2 separate regions of the Mus musculus genome follow, and region 2 is linked to region 1. A link is a contact called in public promoter capture Hi-C data. All regions are on one chromosome and are shown on one strand. The core of a region is the stretch at or near the end of the contact, and the rest is flanking DNA. Distances in the headings are between cores, read along the strand shown. Region 1 holds the start of Gjc2 (gap junction protein, gamma 2). Region 2 holds the start of Slc47a1 (solute carrier family 47, member 1).

Region 1 (3,212 bases), core at 667-3,166:
GGGGCAGTGGTCCACACTCCAGAAGTCAGGACTTGATGGGAGCAGCCCCCAGCTGAGGTTCTCTAGAAGAGGGGAAGCAAGAGTACTGTCCAGCCCTGGCCATCCTACCACAGTGACGGCAACAGTAGCCATAGCCAGATAGCAGGTTGTTAACAGTGGGGCAAGCCCAGCAGGGGCCGAAGTCCCAGTGTTCCTGAATCTGTCTCTTGCCTCACCCCAGGCAAGGAGCCTGGCTTGTTTGACCTGGTGATCATCAATGACGACCTGGATAAAGCCTATGCAACCCTGAAGCAGGCGCTCTCTGAGGTAGGCCCTTCCCATCTACCCTGTCTTGGGGAAGTCCCCTGCACAAGCCATCCTGTGAACGCAGCAAACCCTGTGTTGCCGGGGCTCACACCCTGCTGTGTTGTAAGCAGCCCTGGCTTTGCCAGTTGCCAGAATGGTCAAGTACAGGTGCAAAGCCGGAGTCCCTGGGAACCCAGGGAGGATATGAGCCCTAGCCCTCCCTGGTTCCCTGCCTCTCCTGACTTTCTGTTTCCCTTCTTCCTTGGCAGGAAATCAAGAAAGCACAGGGAACTGGCCACGCCTGAAGGCCTGCTTCATTCCACAGAGTGATGTCTGTGGTCTAAATTTGCCTGGAGGTGGGGGAAACTTTGCCAGGGCACCAAGGACTTGTAGTAGACTTCCACTGTGGAGTAGAAGGAGCTACCCTTTGTCTGACCACAAGGTGGCTCTGCACCGTGGGCTGACTCACTGGCTGAATGACTCCAAAGAGTACCCATATCTAATCTCCCTGGACTATTTGTGTTCCTTTCCTTGTTCCTTCTGCTGGAGCGGGACTGACCTCTTAATAAAGTAATTACTGAATTATAGTGTCACAGCCCTCCATACTGGGCTTATGGCCTCTGGCTTTCTGCCCCTCCATGGTCAGCCCAGATGAAGGCTGCTAAGGGGGCTCTGCATAGGTGTCTAGTGGCCCTTGTCCCTGCCCGCATCCAGGGTCCACTAGTCATCAGAATGCTGGCTAGGGTTGCTCGTGTTCACTTCTTCCCCTGGGAGTCAGGCAACTGGGACAATCAGTATGGGCTGGAATCGTCTCAGCCCTAGACAACCTAGTGCTGCTGTCTCTTTGAGGTATTTCTGAGCCATTTGGGGACTCAGAGGGACAGATACCACTTGCCAGGAACAAAAGTGCCCAGCTGCAGGGGAAGAGCTAAGGTCATAATGCTGGCCCTGGAGCTGTGGGTGCTGTGTGTTCTTGGCCTTGGGTATAGGCAGCCAACCCAAGGAAGGGCAGGTGAGCCCTGTGAGGGCTGCAGGCAGGCAGAGTCCTGGGCCTTCTGTAAAGATCGCAAATTTTGAGCTCTAGAGGTTGTAGCAGGGTGCAGCATTCCTGAGGGAGATGTCCCTCCCCTCCTGTCCACGATGAGACATTCTGAGTGTCTGGTCCTGCTGTCCTCCCTCTTCCTCTGGGCTCCCAGCCCAGGCTGCTGGCTCCGCCCAAGAGAGCAATCCCAGCAGGGAGGGCAGTGGTTGTTGCCAGCTACCCCCACCCGGTGGTCAGCCACAGCTCTGCCTTGTGCATCTCCAGGTGAGGCTGCTCCTGGGGCAGACTTGGGGGTATTAACTGGATGTGGGTGTGAAGAGGGCAGGCAGGTACCCAGGCAGAAGTAGCCAGAGAGACTGGGAAGTCCTGGGCTGCCTCCAAAACTGCAGATGTTTCTCTAGAAGGGTGAGCCAGAACTGCCTGGACTTCAAGTGGAGGCTGGGGAGACCAGCAGGCCTGTCTAGATCCCTGCTGCTCCACCCCCAGGGACAATCATGGATTCAGACCCTAGGGGGAACAATGGAGCCCTTGAGGGCCCCTCCTCCATCCCCCATTGTGCTTGGTGGCGAGAGGTGGCCCTAGCCCCACAGTATGCCCTTAGAGAGGATCAGCATCCAGCCGGCAGGTGGAGGGGCTCAGCCGAAGGTTTGCATTTCCAGCCTGGAGAAGGTAGGGAGGGTACTGCTGGGGCTGCAGCCTGGCTGGGCCTTGACTGGTCTGTACTCCTTACTGCTAAGGTGGAGGTTCCCAGGTTCCTGCATCCCCTCTCAGGCTCTGTGGGGTGTGTCACAGCTGGTGCCAGATGCCACCCTGGAAGACTCACTGAGTCTCTGGCCAGATCTTGTCTTGCTGTATTAAGGGACCCTCAGGGTGTCCTTTAGCTTGGCTTCAGCTGGCTTTGTGGCTCTTTTGGGGTAACTAAACCCATGGTAGAGGGAGATGGGAACAAACCGGAGAGCCTAGGGTATTTTCAGTACCTCCCCCAGCAGCTGAGACCCTTCAGGCCATCTTAAGATGGGCCAGTCCACCCCAGCCAGTTGTAGTGTGTCCCAGGGATCAGTATGGGCACCAGGCCCAGTCTACTCAAACTGAAGAAACTTCATTATCCACTTGCCTGCTACCAAGCAGACCCTCTCAGCAGCTGGACCTACACAACCGCTGCTGTGTTAGTGTGGCGCGGTAGCCAGCACAGAAGTCTTTGGGATGCCACAGCAGTTCACTCTAAGTGCTTCCTTCCCACCTACCTTCTGTGTCTAGGGACTGCAGAGAGGGAGATATGAGGATGGGCAGCCAAAAGGGGAGATACAGGGTCCAAGGACGGGGAGGTTGGAGAAGATCCGTTTTGGAGGGCCTGCTGGCTGGAGTTGGCTCTGTATGGGACAGTGTGGACCCAGCTGGGAAGTGATTTCTAGAAATGGGGAGGGGAACCTGGCTCAGCTGTGGAGGGGCTGGCAGGACTGGAGAGACAAGGACCAGGGTGAGTATGGGCTTTCTACAAGGAATTGGGCACACGTGTGTACTCTGGGCAATGCCAAAGGAAGGCATGGAGAGTGGGAGGGGGTTGCCTACTCAGGCTAGTGCCTCCGTTTTTGGAATGCAGTTTAGCTGAAGTCTCAACCTGTAGGAGTTGTCTAGACTTAGGGTTGTGACTCTTACACCAGGTAGGTGCAGGCTAGCCCATCTGTTTTTCTGGTCCCCACAGTCTGAAGTTGAAGTTTTGCCTTCTTGAACTTCCAGGAATGTGACTTGGGTGCTGGTGAAGAAGGCCTCACAGGTCAAAGCGGGAGGTTGGTAGTTTCTGCTGGGTGCCATAACTCTGTGGTAGAGTCCTACATCTTCAACATGTTTAAATTTACAACAGAGGAGATAACAGTACAGAAAAGAT
Region 2 (3,051 bases), core at 289-2,788, 2.2 Mb before region 1:
TGTGTGCTACCGTGCTCCCCACCATGATGACAATGGATTAAACTTCTGAAACTGTAAGCAAGTCCCAGTTAAATGCTTTCCTTCATAAGAGTTGCCTTGGTCGTGGTATCTCTTCACAGCAATAAACACTGACTAAGACAGTCTGTTCTTTTTATGGTGCTGGAACCTAGGACCTCTCATATATTAGATAAGTATTCTACTCCCAGGGATACAACAATCTTTTTTAAACCTGTAGATTCCCCGTGGCTGTAGCTCAGAGGTAGGACTTTTGCTCAGTGTGTGTGTGAAGCTGGGCATGGGTTCCATCCCTAAATACTTAAATACCAACCCCCAAATCCTGACTCCAGAGTCCCTGGTTATCTGAGGGTATGGGTTGAATATGAACTGTCGCCTCTCACAGACTCTTATGCTGAGGTCTTCCTCCACCTGGTGGTCTCACTTTGGAAGGCTCTGGAAACTAGGTTAGCTGCAGAGAGCGAATCACACAGGCATGTCCTTGAAGAGCATTTTGTCTCTCTGTATCCTGGCTGTCACAAGGCAAGAAAACACTCCTCTCTATCCTTTCTTGGACATGGATGGAGACCTCTGAAACCACGGGCCAGAATCAATCCCTCTCCCCTTCAGTTGCTTTTGGGATATTTTGTCACAGCAGTGTGAAACTAACAGTGAGCAGAAACATTTGTTATTCAAGACCAGTTGCCACAGAAGGGACTTTAGCCTCTCTCACAGGAGTCACCTTTGACTTGGAGCTAACATCTGTGAGTCAGTCCTCCTGTGCAGGGCTGCAAGTGGGTGGGACTGTGGAAACGCATCTTGAGTTTACAGATGAGGAGAGTAGGGTCCTGGTGACAAGCCTGCATTTTTCCAGGCTGCAGGTGTCCCTTGAACCTGTATATTCTTGCCACAGTATCTCCTGTTTCTGACCATCCAAGACCAGCGAACACTTCTGTGTTACCCGGACAATGTGGCTTGCTTTTCCCCCTGGTAGGTGTTATGTACTTTAATGGAACAATGAGAGAGAGAGAGAGAGAGAGAGAGAGAGAGAGAGAGAGAGAGAGAGAGAGAGAGAGAGAGAGAGAGAGAGATTATAGAAACCTATAGCAAAGTGTGTGTTGAGCTGACCACAAGCTGCACAGCAGAGACCTTGAACACCCACTACTGCCAGATCCAATATTTGCTGGCCACAGCGGAACCACGATCGGACCTTTGGCTGACCGTAGTGGGATCATGTCTCAGGACTCTAAGTCCTTCCACACCCTAATTTCTCAAGTGCCCTCTGCTCCCTTGCAACGACAGCGACAGCGACTGGAAGGTCCTTGCCTCAGCGCGCTCTTTCCTTTTGCTTCCAGCACTTTTGCAAACTTTTCTGTTCCTACATTAGGGTGCTGGCTAGCCTTTGGAGATGCGCAGGCCTTGGGGTTGCAAGGGCAAGGGGTGAGTCCAAGGTTGCAGATCCTCGGCTGGCGCTGGGCGGGTTTAGGGGAGGCGGCCGAGGGCGGGGACTGGAGTCTTCCAGGCCTGTGGGTCCTCGTGCGGCTTCCGAGCCCTGACACCACGGAGGCCACATGGAACGCACGGAGGAGTCCGCTCCCGGGCCGGGAGGCGCGGACGCTGCGTCCGAGCGCCGTGGGCTACGCTGCCTGCTGCTGCCCGGCTTCCTAGAGGAGCTGCGGGCACTCTTGGTCCTGGCGGGTCCTGCGGTGAGTCAGGTGGCCTCGGCTGCAGGCCGGTCCCCGAGGACTGGGGGCCCAGTTACCTAAATTTCAGGGTCTGACTTGGCGGGGTTGGGGACCCGAAGAGCCTGCAGCGGGCCACAGCTATGGGGATGTGCAGAGCCTAGTGACTCTTGGCGTGCGCCCTGAAGCCAGGGGTTCCTGAAAATAAAAGCACTCAGACCTGTCTCTCTCCAGGCAGAGGCATGAAACAGGAAGGTAAACTGTCACCTTAGAATTAGGCTTTCAAAACTATTTGGAATCTAGAGCCAATGTCTGACGCAGAAGCATCCTGTGTCAGCTCCTCTTCCACTAAGCGCTGCGCTCAAAATCTGAGGTTTTAATGAGGTTCCCTTTGGGTAGGAAGTGCTTTTATTAGTGGGGTCGATTTTACTCATTAGACTAGGTCTCTCTCAATCTCGGCTTTTAGAAGCAACGTGGGAAAAAAACAAAAACAAAAAAACCCCCCAAACCACAGAACCACATCACACACGTGCTGCCTTCTGTTCTCTGTCAGTTTGGGGGTTTTCAGTCCTCAAGGGTGAGAAAGCCACTTCTCTGACACACTCTGTGTGTCTGAGTGAATAAACATTTGGCCAAGAGGCAGACATTCAAGCACCTGGGAGCCCCTGAGCCCCGGCATGTGTGCCCTCTTGACACACACGATAGGGCATAGAGAAGCAAGATCAAAGCCCAGGGTGAAGCCATCAGCTACAGGTCCAGGAGAGGCATAGGAGCTCACAGCCCTCTGCGGTGCTCAGTCTCCAGACTTGAAGTTCAGTTCCTGTGTGGATCTTCCCAAGCATGTTAGGGAACAGCCCACGGACTCAGAACAGCTCCGTTCTCCTTTCTATGAAGTCTATGAGCCGTCAGCTTTGCCGTAACTTAGTCTCACTGAGTTGCTGCCAGAAAAGCTTCCTAAGAATCAGGTGTGGTGTGGTAGCCGTGGCCTGGAATCTCTGTGCTTGGGAGACTGGGGCAGAAAGGTGACTAGAGTGACTTACTGTTCCAAGCCATCCTGGGCTACAGCATGAGCTCCTGCTTCAGAAACCCAAAGAGGAAAAATAGCAGCAGCAGCAGCATTTGGAGCTCATGCCCTCTTCTAGTCACGTGATCCCCAGTTCTAGGCTAATAGAGGGGAACTGGCTACTTTTCCTACATGGGAACATGAATGTATACATGTATGTCATTGGTTTCTCACCAACACAATGCATACCCATTACAGAGGGAAAAAGAAAGGAAGAAAGAACAAATGAATGAACAAACAAACAAACAAATAAAAACCACTAAGACCAACAGAGAAAGGGTTGGGGAGAGGCTCTCAGATCACTTGGGGGGT

The links. Promoter capture Hi-C pulls out the DNA fragments that hold promoters and counts their contacts.
Region 2: a contact with region 1 is called in a promoter capture Hi-C map of liver, with 2.4 times the contacts expected there. The contact joins the promoter of Slc47a1 here to the promoter of Gjc2 in region 1.

The regions. Positions count from the first base shown.
Region 1 is chr11:59,181,530-59,184,741 of GRCm38.p6, reverse strand. Gjc2 (gap junction protein, gamma 2) reads left to right here and starts at 1,916. Exons shown (of 2, transcript NM_175452.4): 1 at 1,916-1,996. It overlaps Guk1 (guanylate kinase 1), which reads left to right. Exons shown (of 8, transcript NM_008193.3): 7 at 221-306; 8 at 555-887. The coding sequence ends at 590.
Region 2 is chr11:61,376,562-61,379,612 of GRCm38.p6, reverse strand. It overlaps Slc47a1 (solute carrier family 47, member 1), which reads left to right and starts at 1,538. Exons shown (of 17, transcript NM_026183.5): 1 at 1,538-1,700. The coding sequence starts at 1,566.